Linked DNA regions of Mus musculus: region 1 is linked to region 2. A link is a contact called in public promoter capture Hi-C data. All regions are on one chromosome and are shown on one strand. The core of a region is the stretch at or near the end of the contact, and the rest is flanking DNA. Distances in the headings are between cores, read along the strand shown. Region 1 holds the start of Ddo (D-aspartate oxidase). Region 2 overlaps Slc16a10 (solute carrier family 16 (monocarboxylic acid transporters), member 10).

Region 1 (4,224 bases), core at 1,324-3,823, 550 kb before region 2:
ACCCTAGGTCAATATGGATATATTAGTAACAAGACTTTTAAATAAAGCACTGGTTATAGAATCAATAAATATTTCCATAATACTGACTAAGCATTGACATCAATTAAAAGTATACCCATGTGAGTGCCATACTCTCTCGATAACTTTCAGATAGGCTGCTTGTTTAGAGATAAAGAAGAAATGATAGCTGTATTGCATGATTACAGTAGACCTCAATGGACTGTCAGCCAAGGACCTATGTCAGTGTGGAGAGCTGATTTAATATGCATGTCCATGTTCCTGCCCCTGAACCTAAAAACAACAGACTAGTGGCCAAGAGCCACACGCTACAGCAATCATCCCCAAATAACAGACAGTTCCAATTCAACTGTGGATCGAGCAAGCTTTGTGACCTAATTCATATTCAAGTGCTGGTCAAGCAAAACTGGTAGCCAGAGAGGCAGGAGTAATTGCAAATGCTGATAGAGGGCTGATTCTGTGCAGGGCACTGTTCTGAACTTTGTGATTAGCTCATTTAATCCTCACAAGAGCCTGCCGCTGGATAGGCATAGGAGTAGAAAGTATTTGATCTGAATCATGTCTAAGGAAGAAATGTGGGGACCGAATCAAAGCCTTCATCTAACAACAGCAGAAAGAAAATGCAGCTGATCCAGGAGACCAAGGCACTCAGCCACAGAGAGAGTGGAGGTTCGTGTTTGGAGGAACTCTCAGATGACTGGGAGACACCAGGCCATCTTCAGGATCACTCATGCCTATTGGTGGCCGGTGTGAAATTAGCATCTTGCAAATGTACCGTCTCTCACCTGCACACGTGTGAGGAATAAGCATCCCAGCCGCTACATTACTGGTGGTATCAGGAGTGAACCTGTCTGAGATGACAGTGACGGTGCATCCGGGAACCAGTTGGGAAATGCATGCTGCAGTAGACAGCCCTATCACGCCAGCTCCAACGACCGCAATACACACTGTGTCCATGGCCTAAGGAGGAAAACGCAAATGGACCACCTTGCTTAGGGCATTATTCTCCCCGGATGAAATCTGACCCTAAAGTTCTTTCCTTACATCAGGCAGCCTCTCAGAGTAAAACTTCCTTCCGAAAAAGGGTCCCCAGGACCCAGCCCAGCAACCTTTTAAGCTCTCATTCCATAAATAACAGTGCGAACTTCGAGGTCTCTCTACGGGCAATTGCTACCAAAACAGAATCAGCCTAGGTTTGCCTGCCGTGCTCACCAGCACTAATCACATGGCATTCGGGGGTAGAATTCTAGTCATAGTGCCCTTGCCTAACTTTTTCCCTATGGGCACATTCTAGGGACTGCTGAGGAGGTAAGCTAGTCCTGGGAAGCAGCCGAGCTGTGACTTCTGCTCCCGGGACTCTAGGGAGCAGACACAGAGGTCATGTCTGGCTGCCACAGATGATTGCATAACAGGAAGAAATGGCCGCGGTCCTTTAGCCTCTGTGCCTTCACCTGAAGACAGCACCAAATGAATTCTTATTAGCCTCTTTGAGTAGTAAACGGCAGGCCGCTGAGGCTGTCTCCCAAATAGATCCCCTGTGGGAGGATGTAGGGAAAATGTAGATACCAGGCGCCTGCGCCAGGCACCCCAAGGCTGACATCTTGTGTGGAAGGTAGAGAGAGGGGCAAAGATGTCAGTGTCCTCCACGCTCTCCGCAGAGGCAGCAGGAATCTGTTACTTGGTGCTGACCTGTCAGCCTCCTGCCCGCCTTCACTTCTTTGTCTTACTATGTGTGCTCCATGCCCAACTCCCTCTATCTGGCTCAATTCCAGATTAAGGAGAGTGGACAAAACGTAATTATTCCAGTTAGTTATAGCCATTCCTTAGGGGTAAAGTTCTCTCAGCCAGCTGCTTGTGTTGTTAGCCTAAATCCCACCCACCCCTGGTACAATCCCTTCTTGCAACAGGCAGTGAACAGGGCATCAGGCCAGGTGAGGTTAGCCATGGCAGACATCATGAGGTCTGGCTATGAGTGGTTCTCTGCCTCCTCCCTAGCTCCACTTGACTCCCACTCCGTGAGCCTTGAAGCCTTTTCAGGGAGGTTTAATGTGCGCTTCTCCTCCAACTGAGCCGTGTGCGTTTCTGAGCAGGTGAGCTGAGATGTCAGACTGCCAGGGTTGAAGAAAGACAAGAGAAGATTCCCAGCAGGACACAGTCCAGTGGGGAAGGCTGGGAGAGGGAGGTCCTGGACTTGTTTCCAGAGGAGGTAATAGAAGACAGACGGCCATGATCTTACTAGTTGCCTATCTAGCAGCCTTGCGCCACAGCTCTAATAAGTTAACACTAGGGTGAAAAGCAATCTGTGGCTAAGAATAACCAGCTGCCAGTGGAGTGGAAAGAGAGCCAGAAACATAGGGCATGTCCTGATATAGTGTGACCTATCAATCTCTGGCCCCAACCCCACCAAGACACACCCCTAAAATCCCAGAGTGCATACAGAACGACCCTAGAGCAAAGAGTGAGGATTCAAATACCTGTCTCTGAAAAAGCAGTCTGGTATCCACCGGAGGTCCTGGCACCAACACTTGTTTTCCAGTGACCTGTTAGCCTGGTCTCCTAAGAGACAGGGAAAACAAAACTCCTTCCCATTGGGGAAATTATTAAGGACACTCTCTCTAAGCTTACCCTCCATTGGTCCATGCCACAGTGTCTGCCTCTGACTCCCCAGGAGAGAGGCACGTGTAAGCTCTGTGGAACTGCCTCTCTGCCAAGCCTGCAGGGGAAGTTTCGTCCTCTATGACCTGTCTTTGTCTGGCTTTCAAGAACTTCAGCTTGCCACCAGCCTGGAGTTTCTCCGGCTGATTTGTTTGCATGGCAAATAAATGGGTGGTCTGTCTGACTTCCAAAAAGTCCCAGCTAGAACCAAGCACTCGTTTCCCCTGCCGCATTGTTCAGAGTTGTTGATAGCTGAGATGCCGGCCTGGTGGCAGATGGAAAATTTATTCAGAAAATAAGTTAGGATGAACCAAATATTTATAGAAGGGAACTGGTATTTGCTGAGTGTCACCTCCTCAGAAACACACACAGCTCAGTAGTAGGAAAAGCCCACATTAAACCTCCCTGAAAGTCATTTGATTCTAGAGACGTAATTGGTTGTATCACAATAGCTATAATATATCTTAAAGATTTGTTTTACATTTAAATTGCTGTGGTCTGTTGGTCTGTGGTCTATTGCATGTTGTTCTCACATGCACGCAGTGCCCATGGAGGCCAGAAGAGGGCACCAGATGTCCTGGAGCTGGAGTTATAGGTGGTGGTGCGCCACCTGATGAAGGTGCTGGCAATTACATGTGTTAATCGCTGAGCCATTTCTCCAGCCCAGATAATATTTAATAGAATAATATTAACCACGTTAATATACTAATAAGAGATTTCGCTTTAGCCATGACTGTATCACCACGTAACACCATTCTCTTGTGAAATGAGACGTATCCTCCTTATTCTACAGATATAAACCGAGGCTCCAAGACATGTGGAAAAGCCCATGGTCTCTTGTGTGATAAAGGCCATTCTGTGTAGCAGACTCCCTATGCATGCTCTCAGCCAAGCAGAGGTCCTCTTTGTCAAAGCAGGGTCCTCACTATCTTATCTTGAGCAAGTCAGAGGCTGTCTCAGTCTGTCTTCCCATCTGAAAAGGAGAGAAAGATGATTCCTTTTGCATGTGGCCATGAGCCTCTGGTGAGCTCAGCTAGGTACGATTTTATACAAGGCTGTCTGGGTGTCAAAATGGAAAAGAAAGGGCATTGTCCCTTCAGTCCACAATCCCAAAGTCACAGAAAATGGAACAGTTCTGTGTCTAGGGGAATGGGTTCTTTCTCCACACACATCCAGCAACCAATATAGCAGACTCTCCAGCAGACACATCCGGTTCAGCAGGATTCTCTTTCAATTCTGGCACCTTCTACCTGAAGATGGTATCTGGTACCACAGGTTGGAGGCTCAGGTCTTAAGACTTACCCCTTATCAAAGGTCAGATGCATATCTCAAACCTCGGGTTGTGCCCTGTGCCTTGGGTCCCACCACAAATTTGGGGTTCTAGGTTGCCCACACTGGGTTCAATTCGTTTGCTGCAGTACCTCGTAGAACTCAGGAGAGCTTAGTCTGATATAAAGGCTGCAAAGAAACCACTAACCCTGGTGTCTTAGTTAGGGTTTACTGCTGTGAACAGTTACCATGACCAAGGCAACTCTTACAAGACAACATTTA
Region 2 (4,325 bases), core at 438-2,937:
CAATCTCAACCACTGAAAGCAGCTGTTTGTCCTGAGGACAGACATGAGTGACAGAGGTTCTAGGAGAACAGTGACACAAAGGTTCACAAGAAGATGCGAGGCCAATCTCAGTAAGTGCATGAGATTTCAACTCATTCTCCAAAGACTGCTTCTGCTATATGCACATGCCCATCTGGCTTCATCATCTCCGTATTGTGAAGTTCCTCTAGCACTTGATATTTGTGATAATAATGCTATCAATACTGCTTCTAATATATGTTTTGAGGGAGGCAGAGAAATGCACAATAGATTTTACCTTTTCTTTAAAATTGTTTTGATTTTTGAGAATTCAAGAACTTGCAATTATTTTGGAAAACTGCTTATGTGGAAAATTTCATACAGAATGAAGCATTGGGAACTCGAGGCTAATCTCTGCCATACGGTGAGAGACTTTGTCTAAAAACAAAACAGGCAACTTCCCCCTCCAACCAAAAAGAATGAAGCAGGGGCTGGAGAGATACCTCAGTGATTGAGGACATTGGCTGTTCTTGCAGAGGACCTGGGTTTGACGTCCAACAGCCGCATAGTAGCTCATAACTGTCTATAACTCCAGTCCCAGGGGATTCAGTCACTCTTCTGGCCTCATAAGTACCAGGCACACATGGAGGACGATGTGCACGCAGGCGAAGCATCCATACACACAAATGCAGTAGTAGTAATTAAGATATACTTTTAAAGTGAACCGTTACTTGTTCTGTACGATTCTTACTGGGATAGAGATAAAAGTATTTCTTTAAGCAGGCCGTGACTAACTTGAAGCCACAAACACTTTTCAACCAAGTTTCTGTTTATTGTGTCTTTTGAGTCAAGAGTAGAGATTTGGTTAGTAGTCATCAGAGTGAGGTGAGATTAATCTGGAAAGGTCCAGAAGTGACTCTTAACGGTGGCAGAGCTGGGTGTGAACGAATGGGGCGGGGGAAGGGCTTCTCAGGATTGCCAGCGTGCCTTCATTTGATCAGATCCGAGTCCATGTGATACCTCAGTATGCTGGTAAGTGAGCATTATTGTTCAAAATTTAATTATTAACCAGCTTTATCTTTCTTAGTTGGTTTTACTACTGATAAGTCGCCTTTTGAATTGACTTTGCAAAAAGAAAGAAAAGATGGCAACTTTTCACTTGATTTCCTTTAGTCCTTACCTAAATTATTTCAAAGCACATATCCCTTCACTGTCCTAAGAAATGTAGTTATTTGATTAAATTAAACATTCTTATATCCTTTACTATTCTTTTGAGACATAAGAGCTTACTATAAAAGTCTGCAGACTGAAATCACTGCTGGGCACACTTAGTTAAGTCTTAGTGCAATCGGGATGTCACTTCTTCTTATCTTGCACAATGCAATACAGGAACAGCGCAATACAGGGCAAAGGTTGGTTGGCAGCCCTGGGCCAGTGCGGGTGGGAGGAGTCCAGCTGCTCTTCAATGCAAATGTTCTTGACAAAACACTGGAAGACAGTACCAAACATAGTCTTTTCTTGGTGTATATTGCTTAGTAAGCACCTGGGATGTGCCATAAAAATAATGAGTGTACACAGTTGAAATGTAATTTAAAAGTATTATTGAGGAAGATTTTATTGTCCGTTCCTGGCAGCTCTTTTCTGAGCTGTGCAGAGCACAGTTCTTACTCAATGCTGTATATGGTTCAGTAGAAGTCCTTGGCAGGGAACAGGGGACAAGGCACTGATGACCTTAATGGTCAGTTTTCAGACATTCAGATTAAGTGAAATATTTTACTGCTGTATTCTTGATTTATTAGGCTTTTCTCCATTTTTGATTTTTATTTTCAGAGAACATTGACAAGATCTGTTTTTGCTAAGGGAATTCCTTTAAAGATTTGCTCCATATTCCATGTGTATGAGTGTTTAGCTGCAGATATGTATATTCACCCTGTGCATGGCTAGTGTCCACAGAGGCCAGAAGAGGCTATCTTTGATGCCTCTGAGGTGGAGTTATGGGATCATGAGCTGCCATGTGGGGTCTGGGAACTGAGTCCAAGTCCTCTGCTAGAGCAGCAGATGCTCCTAACAGCTGAGGCCTCTCTCCAGCCTCTCTCTGAGACTTTCTTTTACCAAGCACCATTAAGAAAAGATTAAAGCTCTGTTCTGTCTTTTTCATCTTTACACAGCTCCATCGAGCCTCTGTACCTCACCTATGGAATCATATTTGCCTGCGGCTGCTCCTTTGCCTACCAGCCGTCACTGGTCATTTTGGGACACTACTTCAAGAAGCGCCTTGGACTAGTCAACGGCATCGTCACGGCCGGCAGCAGCGTCTTCACAATCCTGCTCCCTTTGCTGTTAGGAAATCTAATCAGCAGTGTGAAGCTCTTTAACACGCTGCGGATCCTCTGCATCTTCATGTTTGTTCTCTTTCTGGCTGGCTTTACCTACCGACCTCTTGTTCCCAGCACCAAAGAGAAAGAGAGTGGGGGCAGCAGAAGCTCATTCTTCTCCAGGAGAAAGCTTAGTCCTCCAAAAAAAGTCTTTAACTTTGCCCTCTTCAAGGAGACAACCTATGCAGTGTGGGCTGCTGGGATACCACTTGCACTTTTTGGCTACTTTGTGCCTTACGTTCACTTGGTAAGTATGCATCTTTGGCTCTGTTTGTAATAAATATCATCGGGTCACAAGGGAGATCTATCCAGATGAGCAAGACATGTCAGGAAGCCTGCCCCCAGACTCTGAGAATGAAAGGTTTTTCAAACAAGAGCAGTTCCCCCATCAGACAATCAAACAAAGGGTCTAATGGTGTGCTTCAGCATTTTAAAAATCCCAAGCAAACGCAGTTTTTTAAAAGGGGAACTAAAATCTTGGAATGAATTATATCAAGGTAAGATATGTGAAATGGGTAAGATGCTGCCAAGCCTGACAGCCTGAGTTTGATGTCTGGCAGCTCCCACAGTGGGAGGCGAGAGCCAGCTCCTGAGGGCCATCCTCCAGCCTTCACTGCTGCAGCTAGGAGCCCCTCCACCACCCATTCCCCCAGGAAAGAAATGTAGCAAAAAGGTCTGATCGATCACTTCCAGAAGGAGCTTGCTGATCTCATTCAGGGATCAATTGAGTGTAATGACCTTGTTAATATTAATAATTTTGAACAGATGGATGCAGAAATTACGTAGTTAACAAAATGACAGTGACTAATACAAAGAAACATTGTATCTATTTGTGAGATATTTCTGGAAAACACGAGAATTCTCATCAGAGAAGTATTTGAGAAATGACAGGGAAAATTTCAATGAGAGAAAAGCCTTAAAATTTTATGGGAAATTAGGATTTCAAGTGCTCAAGCCTTTTCTGTCGTTTTCTTCAATGTCAACATTCATCCTGTTTATACTGAATCACCAATAAACAGCATCAAGGTATTTGCCTTAGGCAAAATGTACTCAAAGGTGTTCTCTCTCTCTCTCTCTCTCTGTGTGTATGTATGTGTGTGTGTGTATGTGTGTGTATGTGTGTGTGTGTGTGTGTGTATGTATGTGTATGTGTGTGTATGTGTGTGTATGTGTGTGTGTGTATGTGTGTGTATGTGTGTGTATGTATGTGTGTGTGTGTATGTATGTGTGTGTATGTATGTATGTGTGTGTGTGTATGTATGTGTATGTGTGTGTGTGTATGTGTGTGTATGTGTGTGTGTGTGTGTGTGTGTGTGTGTTGTCTTCTTTCTCTTCCCTTCTCCTTGTGGTCCTCCTCTTCCTTTTTTTCTTTACTCTTTGTGGTGGAAAATAAATACAGTTCAATAATGAACAAAAACAGCGTTTGCTTCAGTTTTTCTTTGGTGTATGTTCTAACTGTGTGGGTGGGTCGGTTGGTTGTTTCTGTTTAAACCTTATAGTCTACTTTGGGATAGCTGTAATTTATCTTCAGTTAAAATTTTTGTTGAAAGTAACAGTGGCTCACAAAGTTCCTAGGCCTAGAACATCAGCTGATAACCACACCATGATTCCTTAGTGGGCTCCTGTGCACAGTTCAGGCCTAGAACATCAGCTAATGACTACACCATGATTCCTTAGTGGGCTCCTGTGCATAGTTCAGAAAGATATTGAGCCAAGGTGTTGTGATGAGAGGTGGGGAACATGTCTGGGTTTGAGAATAGTTTTGCTCTGTGAATTCTCTGTTGAGGACAAGCTGGGATGGTACGAAGCAGCTAGCCTGGCAATGGAAAAGCATGAGCGAGAACTAGGGGCAGGCATGGGAGTCACGTGGCATTCATAGTAAGTAAATCTGGTCTGTTAGTCCTTCTTTATTCTTTCAGGTATCTCTGCAACCATTGAATTAGGTTTTGTTGG

What was found. Promoter capture Hi-C pulls out the DNA fragments that hold promoters and counts their contacts.
Region 1: a contact with region 2 is called in a promoter capture Hi-C map of pre-B cells, with 3 times the contacts expected there. The contact joins the promoter of Ddo here to the enhancer-like site in region 2. A contact is called at or near these places in 4 of 39 promoter capture datasets (the 3T3-L1 cell line, frontonasal cranial neural crest, hippocampal neurons and 1 more) and 1 of 9 other capture datasets (embryonic stem cells).

The regions. Positions count from the first base shown.
Region 1 is chr10:40,628,360-40,632,583 of GRCm38.p6, reverse strand. It overlaps Ddo (D-aspartate oxidase), which reads right to left and starts at 2,573. Exons shown (of 5, transcript NM_027442.5): 1 at 2,493-2,573; 2 at 804-978. The coding sequence starts at 975.
Region 2 is chr10:40,074,858-40,079,182 of GRCm38.p6, reverse strand. Slc16a10 (solute carrier family 16 (monocarboxylic acid transporters), member 10) reads left to right here. Exons shown (of 6, transcript NM_001114332.1): 3 at 2,166-2,619. Among named protein-coding and RNA genes, the nearest start is that of Gm25613, 32 kb to the left of the region's middle. Within about 2 kb of position 1,687, at least 49 of the 459 cell types and tissues checked have an H3K27ac peak or open chromatin away from gene starts, as enhancers often do.